Regions from separate parts of the Gossypium hirsutum genome. Here region 2 is linked to region 1. The links are chromatin contacts, called in public Hi-C maps. All regions are on one chromosome and are shown on one strand. Each heading gives the region's core, a stretch centred on a gene start, on an enhancer-like site or on the middle of the called end of the contact. The rest is flanking DNA. Distances are from core to core; before and after follow the strand shown.

The links. A called contact is a pair of places that touch in the nucleus more often than the background predicts.
Region 2: a Hi-C map of leaf shows a contact between it and region 1, with 2.7 times the contacts expected there. The contact joins the promoter of LOC107949560 here to the enhancer-like site in region 1. A contact is called at or near these places in 7 of 34 Hi-C or Micro-C datasets (callus, hypocotyl, leaf and 2 more).

Annotation. Positions count from the first base shown.
Region 1 is chrD03:13,268,417-13,271,154 of Gossypium_hirsutum_v2.1, reverse strand. It overlaps the pseudogene LOC107949557. Among protein-coding and RNA genes, the nearest start is that of LOC121215439, 26 kb to the right of the region's middle. Within about 2 kb of position 1,349, at least 5 of the 9 cell types and tissues checked have an H3K27ac peak or open chromatin away from gene starts, as enhancers often do.
Region 2 is chrD03:13,442,159-13,444,896 of Gossypium_hirsutum_v2.1, reverse strand. It overlaps LOC107949560 (serine-threonine kinase receptor-associated protein), which reads left to right and starts at 1,401. Exons shown (of 7, transcript XM_016884255.2): 1 at 1,401-1,911; 2 at 2,448-2,583. The coding sequence starts at 1,794.

The sequences.
Region 1 (2,738 bases), core at 100-2,599:
AATTTGCTTCCGAAAATCAAACATCTCTTAGTAAGACAAAGAACATAAGTACAAGAACAGAACTCCCTTCTATTCACTATTTTTCTATTTACAAAAGAAAAAAAAAACACCAATAAAACAGAGCCTAAAATATTCAGACCCATATGATACTTACATTTCTTCTTCAGGTTCATTTTTCAAAGCATTTTTAGTTATGCACTCAAATGCTGCATCAACATTGAATCCTTCTTTTGCAGAGGTCTCAAAATACGGTATGTTTCCCTTTGAAGCACACCATGCTTTTACTTTCTTTTCAGAAACCTAAACCAGAAAGAAATAATCACATTCTTAAACTGTCAGAAAACTAAGTCACACACTCCTATTTGACACTATGAAAGGTTTAGGTGCAAGCCGAGAGGAGAAATGCATATGGGGAGGGCGCATGACAGCTTACCACTCGACTATTACCACCATCAACATCAACCTTATTTCCCAGCACAACAAACGGAAAATTTTCGGGGGTCAGATGGACTGGCCTGAACATTTAACATTCACAACATTATTAGTTCATTCTTCCAATTAAAATATTCTACACGTCATGTAGTAGAAAGTTACCTGAATCAGAAACTCTTCACGCCAATTATTAAGATTATCAAAGGACTTCATTACATTTACGTCATACACGAGTACACAGCAATCGGCACCTCGATAGAAGGCCACACCTAAACTTTGAAATCTTTCCTGCCCAGCAGTATCCCATATCTACACACAAAAACAGAGAATCAATGCCAACAAATGTAAAGAAGGCTTATTCTCAATACTTCCAATCAAAATAAAAATCTTCACAAAGAAGAGATAAAGGTTGGCTTGGTTACTACCGGTGTTATATGAACTTAGAAGTGAGTGTCTATCGTGAATGTCACTCAAACATATTTATAGCTTATTTATTTGTAAAAACAAGAAAATAAGTTGTTTCTACTTCGAAAAGAACAACATTTTACCTGCAATGTAAACAGTCTATCTTCATATTGAACCTCTTTTGTCAAAAAATCGGCTCCGATCGTCGCTTTGTACTGATTACTAAACTTACGATTAACATACCTAATTCAAATAAAAATAAATAATAACTAGAACACTAGAACGAACAATTTTAAATTTCAAAAACCTAAGAAAAAGTTTTAAAGATTACTGATTCATGAGAGATGTCTTTCCAACCCTAGAAATTTAAAAATCAAAAGAAAAGGCTTGTCAACAAAAATCAAAATCAAAATGGAAATCAATGAAAATTTAATAAAAAGTTAAATTCTAATGTAAACAATAAATCTAAGACTTAAAGTGAGATGATAATAAGATTTACCCACTGTTACCGAGAATTATGACCTTTAGAAGCATACGCCGACAAGAAGCCATGGGATTCAATTTTCGACTTTGATTATTAAGCTTAGTATTTTATATATATATTTAAAAGCATCTATAATTTCAGAGAAACTTAAGAGGAACTGAAAATTCGAGTGATCTTTTTCTCCAAAAAAAATCCAAATTCTGTTGCAAACAGTTACAAGTTCTTCAGTTTTCTGCCACCCAAACTCGATTCTTTTCCAAAAACGCCCCTATTTAAAATCTAATTTCAATTCGCTTAAAAAACTAGTATGGTTTCAGTAACCTTCATGTTGGATGAATTGATTCTTTTTACCAAATTATAGACCGAATATTTGAAGGTAAAAATATGTTTTGATTACATTTTAAATTTAATCTCAATAGTTTCATTTTCTAGAAATTTAGTATTTTAATTTTTTGGATTTAAAATTTTTACTCCATTTGTTAACACAGCTATAATTTTTTTGTTAAACTTGTTAGTGTAACATACTAAAAACTAAAAAAAAAAATATTACTCAATTGGCAACCATATAACAAAAAAGTTGACATTGTAATAGGCTTAAATTTAATAAAGAATTTTAATAGTGTTCTCAATTCTTAAAAATTCACATCAATATATTTTAATCAAAATAAAGTATTTAGACTGGCTAGAAAAGTTGAATATCAAATTATGTAAAAAAAAATAAGTATAAAGATAAAATTTCAAATTTGAACATAGCATAGGGACTAAATTTGAAAATTGACCATTATTATTTAATCTAAAAAAGAAGAAACAAACACTATGTATTTGGACATGTATACTTAAACCTTTTAATTAAAATAAAATATTTAGATTATAAAAGTTGAGGTACAAAATTATGTGTTCTACCCCAAACTCAACACTAATGATAAATTTGAATGTAAGATGTCACATTTATTATCGAAGCAACTTAGACGATGATCATCCATTTCATCAAGTTTAGTAATTAATTTTTAAAATATTTTTTATAAAAACATAAAAAATTAATAAATTCAATTATAGAACTTTAAAATAATGTTGAAACCATTTAAAATCAAGTTATTAGGGTTTGAAAGTGTTTAAAACCAAAAACGAGTCTGGAAATGTCAAGAATACTCAAAACAAGGGACTAGTATCGACACCTCTATCCCTGGAGCCAAAAATTGCCTTAAAACCCACTTGTTCTGATACCTAAGAGCTTAATGCTAAAATATGAACTTAAAGGACTCAAAAATTAAGTTTAAAACATAAAATACACCAACCAGAATACCTTTAAACATAATGAACATAAAACATGCTAAAGAACAACCAATTACAAGGAAAATTCCTTCATGAAACCTACTTAAATTGAACCATCATTTATCTCAAACATGCTCATCATATA
Region 2 (2,738 bases), core at 152-2,651, 170 kb before region 1:
AAGTTTATATATTTTGATAAATAAATAAAAAGTTGTAATATTTTGGTAAATAAAAAAAAGTTATAATATTTTGGTAAACTTTTATTTTTTTAATAATATTTTTGTAAAAAACCCAGAGTTGTTGCCAAATTAGGGAGACTCACTAAGTATCAAAATATTGAACCCATATCCTTAAAAATTTTAGACAGGGAGAGAATAAGAGAAATGTGAGAGAGAAAAGTAACTTGTGTTGGGAGAAAAAAATAAAAGAATTGAAGATTTTTGGGTTTAGTGGGTGGGGAGAAATTTATTTTTTTATATAAAATAATTTATTTTATAAAATAATTATTTTTAAAAAATTTTGCGGATTTTTTAAATTTTTGGGAAAATATATTTTTATCAGATCATTTTCAAATATTTTATGGGGTCAATGCACCAATTATATAATTTTTTTAAAAAAAATCTATAAGTAATATTTTTTTTTACATTTTTTTGTGGGGTCAATTCGCACCAATTATATAATTTTTTTTAAAAAAATCTATAAGTAATATTTTTTTTTACATTTTTTTGTGGGGTCAATTCAATGGTGGCTCCGCCACTGTTAGATGGTCATTTAAGTAAATGGAGAAAATTACATTTTTGCTTATTTAAGTTTAGTATTTATTTATTTTAATTAACCATATGTTTAGTTATTTTTTTAATTTAATTAAATTTTTTTTCGTTTATCACATCATGTTATATTATTCATGTGGACTTGATGACTTGAAAAAAATATTGTACGTGTCGAATTTTCATTGCCTGGTTTATGATTTCACTAATGGTGTTAACACCAAGTACTATAATAAAACACATATTGATAGTTCAGGCACTACATTGGATATTTTCAAAGTACAAGTACCATATTAAACATTTTATGAAAGTATAAATATCATATAATAGAACACATAGTTCAAATATCACATTGAACATTTTATAAAACTGCAAGTACTAAATGTGATGTTATTCTATATATATATAATATAGATAATAGGAGTTAATATTTAGTACACTGGTAATGTACTTTTTTTTATTCCACAAATAATTTTAAAAAATTATTATGTAAATTTTTTAAAATATTTTTTTATACTACTATATAATACTTATCAACCTTTTAATTCTAACAAATATTTTTCCATCGCTAGTAGATGGTGGATGATGTAATTTTATTGTGATCACGATTGGATGAATAGAGTAAGAAATTTATACAAAAATTTCATTGCTTAATTTCGTAATTTGGGTTATGATATGGTGGGTAAGTTTGAATGGAAGTGGGTAAATATCTAAAAATTACACAAACACAGCAGCCCTTCTTTGCAAATACTAACAAAATGCCAAAATCTCACACTATTATATAAACCCCTCTTTCCCATGTTCTTCCTTGCTCTCAAAGCCCTTATATATTATATATTTTTCTTTTTTCTTTTTTTTTTGAAAAATATTCTTATCAATAAAAAATAGTGTTGATTTTCATATCCAAACACTTCTTGTTATCTAGCAATTTATAAATTTCCAGCGTCATAAAGAAATCAAACCCTACACTTAGGGTTTCCTCTCTATCCCCTTCTCTTAGAAAAAGAGAAAAGGAAAAACATTTCTTTTTAAGTATCATAATTTTTTGACAATTTCAGTTATGCAATATTGACCCACTTTGTTAAGATTAAGAAAAAAAAATCTTCTTTTTTGCTGTTAAACGAGATTGATCGAAAAGGATTAAGTATTTGTTTTATTGGGTTTTTAAAATTTTTTTTTACTATTTTTGTTGTTAAATTGGAGAAATGGAGAAGAAAAAGGTGACTGTGCCATTAGTGTGCCATGGGCATTCAAGGCCGGTGGTTGATTTGTTCTACAGTCCTATAACTCCTGATGGATTTTTTCTTATTAGTGCCAGTAAAGGTATGGGTTTCGGTTTTTATTATTGGTTCACGCCAATTTAAAATCTGGGCTTCTTTTGAATTTTGTTTTAGTGATCATTTAGGTATAATCAGCTATGTATCTCTGTCCAGTTACTCTAATGTTGAATTGGGTTTGGATTTTTCTTTTGAGTTAGTCTGTTCTGCTCTTCCGGATCATATTGATTTTCTGTTTTGAATTTTATTTATATATTTACTGTTTTAAACTGGCTTTTTAACTGCCAGTTTTTTTTCTTTTATTAATTATGTAGTAATGATTTTAGTCTCATTAGATTGAATTGCAGACTCTTAAGTAGACTTGTAGTTATGTGAATTCGATTCCAATGTTGATGTAAATTGCGTTGAGCAGGACTTTAGCTATTGTTTTGTTGTAAAAAACTGTAAGTTATTGTTGTTCTGTAACTTGAAATGGAATAGTAGTTTCGGAGCAGGAAATCTGATTTGTGGTTGATCGGATTGTCAACGGGATTTGTTTTAATGTTTATCAACTCTATTTCTAATGATGCGTTGGAAATTCAGACTCCAGTCCAATGTTAAGAAATGGGGAAACTGGAGATTGGATTGGTACATTTGAAGGGCATAAAGGTGCAATATGGAGCTCCTGCCTGGATACCAAAGCATTACGTGCAGCATCTGCCTCGGCTGACTTTTCTGCGTATGTAATTTTATTCAGCTATGAAATCACTTTTTTGGGGGAATGATTTTTTCTGTGCGTTCTTATACATTCCCAATTACTCCTCTGCATCCGTTTTTGTTCTCCATTTGGATTTATTTTCTATCAAGCACTCCCCTGGAAAAAATGGACCGCAT